2 separate regions of the Cyprinus carpio genome follow, and region 2 is linked to region 1. The links are chromatin contacts, called in public Hi-C maps. All regions are on one chromosome and are shown on one strand. The core of a region is the stretch at or near the end of the contact, and the rest is flanking DNA. Distances in the headings are between cores, read along the strand shown.

The links. A called contact is a pair of places that touch in the nucleus more often than the background predicts.
Region 2: a Hi-C map of red blood cells shows a contact between it and region 1, with 2.8 times the contacts expected there. The contact joins the promoter of dennd6aa here to the enhancer-like site in region 1. A contact is called at or near these places in 6 of 8 Hi-C or Micro-C datasets (liver, red blood cells and skeletal muscle).

Annotation. Positions count from the first base shown.
Region 1 is chrB11:22,259,971-22,263,568 of ASM1834038v1, forward strand. It overlaps LOC109063316 (sarcolemmal membrane-associated protein-like), which reads right to left. Exons shown (of 23, transcript XM_042734612.1): 13 at 1,367-1,426; 14 at 1,147-1,221. Among protein-coding and RNA genes, the nearest start is that of LOC109063319, 26 kb to the left of the region's middle. Within about 2 kb of position 1,676, at least 1 of the 8 cell types and tissues checked has an H3K27ac peak or open chromatin away from gene starts, as enhancers often do.
Region 2 is chrB11:22,309,696-22,313,293 of ASM1834038v1, forward strand. It overlaps dennd6aa (protein DENND6A), which reads left to right and starts at 1,541. Exons shown (of 19, transcript XM_019075506.2): 1 at 1,541-1,901; 2 at 2,117-2,155; 3 at 2,252-2,294. The coding sequence starts at 1,701.

The DNA.
Region 1 (3,598 bases), core at 426-2,925:
ATTAAATGATTCTAAAACTGAAATAGTAGTTTCATCTATTATACAAATAAATGACAATTTGGGTCTTTTATCTGTGCATTCTCATACTCATGCAAAAAATGTGGGTGTGATCTTTGATAATGGTCTTAAATTTGACAAACAAATTAACTCCATGGTGAAGAACAGCTTTATCATCTCAGAGCCATTGCGAAATTGAAAGCGTTTTTATCACCAAGGGACTTGGAGACTGTGATCCATGTTTTTTTTTCCTCCAGGCTGGACTGCTGTAACTCCCTGTATCTTGGTGTAACTAAATCCTCTCTGTCTCGGCTTCAATTGGTACAAAATGTTGCCGCCAGGCTTCTTACTGAAGTTAGAAAGAGGGAACACATCTCGCCTGTTCTGGCTTCTCTTCATTGGCTGCCAGTTGAATACCATGTTAAATTTAAGGTTTTATGGTATGTGTATAAGGGGCTGAATGGCCAGGCTCCACAATACATTTCTGATCTTATTGTCCACCGGAAATGTTCTAGTCCCTTAAGGTCCTCAAACAGTTTGTTGCTGACTGTCCCACGGGCACGTTTGAAGTTAAAAGGAGATTGTGCTTTCTCTGTTGCGGCTCCATGACTGTGGAACAATCTGCTCTATCTGTTTTATTGGGTTTTTTATTTTTCATTTTACGTTTTTAGATTGTACAGCACTTTGGTCAGCAGCTGCTGTTTTAAATGTGCTTTAGAAATAATATGCCTTGACTTGCCTTGCCTTATCTACTATTATTATTAGGCTCAACTGATTTAAACTCTTTTAAATGTAAATTAAATTCACAACAAGTAGTATACCTACTCTTATTTTAATAATAATAATAATGATAGACAGATAGCTTAAACTTCACTGATGATGATGATGATGATCTTATTAGAGCTCATTACAGTAATGACCCTGACCTGGTCATGCTCTTTGAGGATGCTAAAAATAACCATAATGCTCGTTCCTGCCACCCAGAGAGCGCAGTTGTTTAATTTGGTTTTAAATAGAGGTCAGGGTGAAACCATGTGCCTCCATTGCCATCAGATTGCATCATACCAGCGTGATGTTCCCAATAACCAAGCTTAATCTAGAAAGAAACTTGATTAAACTTTGATGAAAGTGACAGAAATGTGATAATACCTTTAAGCCTGTCTGGACTGGCCAAGCTGTTGTCCACTGTCGTCTGGTTATTCTGAAGATGTGCATCAATGACTTCTGTGGAATAAAACAGGAAAACATGTCAGGTTTCTGCTCCATTCTCGAGTCCATGAATGGTACACCTCAAATGAACCTCAAAAGAGTGAAAACGGCCTTAGTGTCTTTCCAAATCAATCGATAAAAACACTATCTGTGCTCTTACCGTCAAAGTTGGACAGCTTGTTAATAGATGAGTCCACCGCTTCCTTCAGCTGCCTCACCGCTGGTTAAAAAAGAGAAAAAGCATTTCAGTTTCTGTCTTTAAATATTTAGCATTAAATATCAAATCTCAGTCATTATATGACACTGATGCAGCCCAACTAAATACAGTATCAGCAGCAAAATTGCATTTGTAGTTTTTTCCATACATACAGAACAAAGCAAAAAATGATACATGAAAAGCATCAGTGGAAGCTCAGGACGCATGCTGGTGTGAGTGAAAAACCTCGGGAATAGAGAAAATCCAAGTCAGCTGAAGGTGAAGTGAGAACAGACGGCATGCAAGAGTGTTTTTGTTAAGAATCCGTGTCAAGGTCGGAGAAGTACAAACCAAAGCAAATGCTAAACAATGTTTTGTTCATTACAAGATGAATGAAAGTCAGAAAATAAGCCAGCATTTCACTAGATCTGGAATGAGGCGCTTAAATAGACAATCAACACCAAAACACATTTTAACCTCCAAATAACAAAATCACTTGAAAAAGATGACTGCATATTTCTTCCTTTTAAAAGGGGGGGGGGGGTTGATCTGTCTTTCCATTTTACATTTCCAGCATGTCACGGACAGTCTATTCGACTGTGCTTCACAATGCTAGACAACAGCCAATGATATTTCTGTAAAATTGAAGTACTTGGATTTTTTTTTTTTTGTTAACACTATTTATTATTTTATTACGTATGTCTGCTGTAAATATACATTTTTAATAAGATGTCATCCGAACAATCGATGACTTTGAACAATCACTGATGATCCTAATGGAAAAAATAATATTTAAATAACGAATGTTTCTTGGTTTAAAATGATTTTTGAACTCGATAATGGTTTTGAATAATTTACAGAGTCAGATTCAAACCCAGTTTTGAATTTAACACTGATTTGAAAATGTTTCTGAGTTAAAAAGAACCAGTTCATAAGAGTAATTTGTTCACGGTGAATTGCTTGTTGAATGTACAACACCACAGAAAGATTTAGAAACCACTAGCATGCACTCTAAAAACAAGATTTACTCAGATAATATTTAACGAACTGCATATGGAAAAAAATCCTCTAGCTTCACTAGGGGTGGGCTATATGGCAAAAATATCAAATCACAATTTTTTTTTTATTTCTTTTTAGAAATAAATGTCATGTTAGGTTTACTTTTTTGCGAGTTGTCTGAGCATTACAGCCAAACTAATTTCCCTATTATAAAGACAGAGCCTTTCAAGCTAACAAAATATAAAAAAATGAATGGCAGATATTTAGGCCAAAGTGGGCAAAGATAAAAATCTTTGTCATTATTCTATCTTTGTAATTAAAAAATGAGAACAAAAATACACATTACAAATACATATACAAATAAAACAGGGTTTAATTTCCAGGTACAATATGTGTATTTAGCAGGAGCATTCAAGAAAATGAATGAACAAAAATAAAAACAAAACACTATATAGATTGATTCCTATTAAAGCAACTGTATTAAAGTTTTTCAGTCAAGAGTAGTGAGTGATTTTTCCCTTTGTGTTTTGTTGTTTTATTAACATTAAAGGAATAATTCACCCAAAAATAATTTTTATACCATCATTTACTCACAAATCTTGTTTTAAGCCTGAGTGAGTTTCTTTTTTCTGCTGAACATAAATGCTATTTTGAAGAATGTGGAAAACCAAACAGTTGCTGGTCCACAGCATCTTCCATAGTATTTATTTTTCCTACTATCAAATTCAATGTAGACCAGCAACTGTTTGGTTACCCACATTCTTCAAAATATCATCTTTTGTGTTCAGCACAAGCAAGAAATTAATGCAGGTTTGGGACAACATGTGAGAGTAAATAATTACAGAAATTAAATTTTAGGGTGAATTATGCCTTTAATGACAGTCGGCAGCATGTTTAGTACTGTCCCTTTAAGAGCTGCACGTGTCAAACATACAGGCACATATCCATTTTTCTCTCAACTGTTTGCTTTCATTTTAGAGATAACCAACTGAGTCTATATGTAAACCTTGTGTGTTTAGACAGTATTAGTGCAAAAGATAACTTAGTCCAGTAATCAGGTGCTGTTTGACAGGCTTTTTAGTGTGCACGCTTCAGAAAAAGCGTACGTCAGAGCAGCAGGCGAATGAAACGCATCAGTGGAAATCATCATATCGCACACCCAAAAGACTTTAAATTAATTTCAAATGCGAAAAAATA
Region 2 (3,598 bases), core at 291-2,790, 50 kb after region 1:
ATTTCCATGTTTGTTTGTTTGTTTTTATTTATTCTTAAATTTCTGTCTCATTATATACGATCTAATCATAATGATCACAGCCTTCATGAATATAAGGTCAATTCTAGACCATATTCATGAGGTGCTTGCTGGAATGCCTTTTAAAAACAGCACTGAAGGAGTTCCTTCACTATCTGGCTCAATTTATCCATTTAAAAAATCCAGTAAGTACCTAATGATGCCAAACTGGAAGAGTTTACTTATTATTCATTGACCAAACAGCTCACTTAGCAAACACAGACAGCACATAAACATATGCGTATTGGCAAAATCAAAGCCTTTGGAAGGTACTTCTAGGCTCCCAGTTAACATTACAAGTTATTTATGGAGTTCAGAACCATCCCTGGAAAGTATTTTTGTTTCAGAAATGAGGAGAGGGTTGTAAAGCTAACTCCACCCCCTGTCCCTCTGTTTGGACTTGGAATCTGTGGACTAAATTACACTGAACATCTGTCATACCAAATGGAGTGTGCTGATTTGACTCTAATGTCTTGCTCAGGCTAATCCAATTGCTTTGTCTTGTCCCATAAGAAGTAATTAAGTGATCACTGTTGGAACATCTATATGCAAACAATGGTGCGGTTCAGTGATGCCTGTGACTATATATGACGTTACAGTGCCAGGCCACTATGAACTCCATTCTGCTCTGTTCATTTGATTGAAAATAGACAACAGATCCTAACCTTTTTATTATTTTTAACAAGTGTGCCACAGAAACGTACAACTACAATAGTCTTAAGATGAAACCAAACCACATTTGACCTAAAAATTATATTATCGCATTAAATAAATGACATTAAACATAATCATGCAAAGATGGAATTCAGAAAGGATTATAAGGTTTTTTCATTCTGTACTATAATTAGCTATAATCAGAATTTATGTTTATTGGCCAAATTACACTAAGCAATTAACCTTGGGGGTTGCTATAGTATATATATATATATATATAAATATATATATATATATATATATATATATATATATATATATATATATATACCACACACACACACACACACACACACACACATATATATATATATATATATATATATATATATATATATATACATATATATGTGTGTGTGTGTGTATATATATATAATATATATATATATATATATATATATATATATATATATATATATATATATATATATATATATATATATAAACAAAAAAGTAGTCCTTTTGTCAGTTAAATCTATTAATTTGAATTATTTACAACATTATTGACAACAGAGATAAAGCAACAAAAATATCGGTGCTATTAAAAAGGTACATAGTTTCTGTTTTTTTTTTTTTTTTTTTTTTTTAGTTTGTTTATTGATTGTTGTAAGTGTTGTTAAATTTTTTTGTTGTAAATGTAGTTTGCAGAGAGCATACTTTTTCATGTATATGGTATTTTTGTAATAACACATCAAATCAAATACATACATTTTTACCGCTCGAACTCATCAAACTAAAAGATAAATAAAAGACACACCGTGGCTGCGTGCGCGCTCCCGAAAAAATATTGACCTCGCTCATGACGTTAGCACGCTGTTGACGCAAGCTCCGCCCCTTTCACCCTGGACGTGTTTGCACAGCTCAAGTTCCTCCAGCTTTCACAAATTAAACCGAGTCCGATCACTCCTGGACCGACGGAGGGTATCGCCATGGCCTCTCAGGGGTCTGAAGCACCGGACGAGCAGCTCGAGGAGCCGGAAGATATGAGAGTTTCTCCGGCGGAGGAGATGCCCGTCGATGGGCCTCCGGCGGTAGAGGAGCCGCTACTGCTGCCATGGGACCGCTTCTCCTCCTGGCTCCACTGCATCTGTGTGGTCGGCTTCGATCTGGAGCTCGGGCAAGCTGTGGAGGTACAGCAGACTGTCAGATTAGTACTGTATAAATCATAGTGTCTGCTTACTTGTCATCTGTGAGCTGGCCTGCTAGGCGGCTAACGTTATCTGTGTGGAAGTCAATGGAAAAACTGCTAGCATCAGTGGCTAACAAAAGTAGTTGAGTCATCAAAAATAATAAATAATGTATATTATTAGAAATATTTTCATATTTCACATTTTTTCTGCTGCAGGTGATTTACCCACACCACTCCAAACTCACTGAAAAAGAGGTAACTGTTGTTTTACATTATCCTGTAAGTTTCAACCATGGATATAGATGGTCAGTTTTAAAATATTTAGCTGTTTCTTTGTTTTTCTCATTTCAGAAAACAAGTATATGCTATCTGTCATTCCCAGACTCCAATTCAGGTAAACTGCATTTCCTCACTGTTTTTAAGGTTTTATGGTTCTTCCTGTATCTGTTGTAAATAATAAACAGTTGATGCACAGATGTTTGTCAGCTGTAGATTTAAACCTACATAGCCTAAACTTTTAACATGTTTGACTCCTAAAAGTTTAGATCACACGGTAAGCTGAAAGCTAATGGAGTGTAAGTTTATTAATAAGTGAGCATGTCAGAAGCACTTTTCATAGTGATCATTAATGTACAGTACAGACCAAAAGTTTGGAAACATTACTATTTTTAATGTTTTTGAAAGAAGTTTCTTCTGCTCATCAAGCCTGCATTTATTTGATCAAAAATACAGAAAAAACAGTAATATTGTGAAATATTATTACAACTTAAAATAATAGTTTTTCTATTTGAATATACTTAAAAAAAAAAATTATTCCTTTGAAGCAAAGCGGAATTTTCAGCATCATTACTCCAGCCTTCAGTGTCACATGTAACATCCAGTCTATCACATGATCATTTAGAAATCATTCTAATATTCTGATTTATTATGAGTGTTGGAAAACAGTTTCTGCTGTCTAATACATTTGATGAATAAAAGGTTAAAAAGAACTGCATTTCTTCAAAATAAAAAAATTCCAATAATATATATTCTAATAATATATTTTCTTTACTATCACTTTTTATCAATTTAACACATCCTTGCTGAATAAAAGTATTGATTTTATTTAAAAAAAAGAAAGAAAGAAAAATTACTGACCCCAAATTACTGACCAGTAGTGTATATTGTTATTACAAAATATTTTTTTTTTTAAAAAACATAGCTTCTTTTTTTTTTTTTTTTTTTTTTTTTTTTTTACTTTTTATTCATCAAAGTATCCTAAAAAAGTATCACATTTTCTGAAAAAATATTAAGCAGCAGAACTGTTTTCCAACTTTGATAATGAATCATCATATTAGAATGATTTCTAAAGGATCATGTGATAATGATCCTAAAAATTCAGCTTTGCATCACAGAAATAAATGATTAATTTAAAAGTATAATAAATTTAAAAACAATTATTTTAAATTGTAATAATATATCTCAATATTACTGTTTGTTTTTTCTGTATTTTTGATCAAATAAATGCAGGCTTGATGAGCAGAAGAAACTTCTTTCAAAAACATTAAAAATAGTAATGTTTCCAAACTTTTGGTCTGTACTGTATTTTTGAAGGCTTACATAAAAATGTAATCACTTTTTATATTGTATGTGGGTATTATAAGTGCTCAAAGTGATTAAGCAGTGCAGTCGTAGTGTATTTTCCTGCGGTTAAGGTTT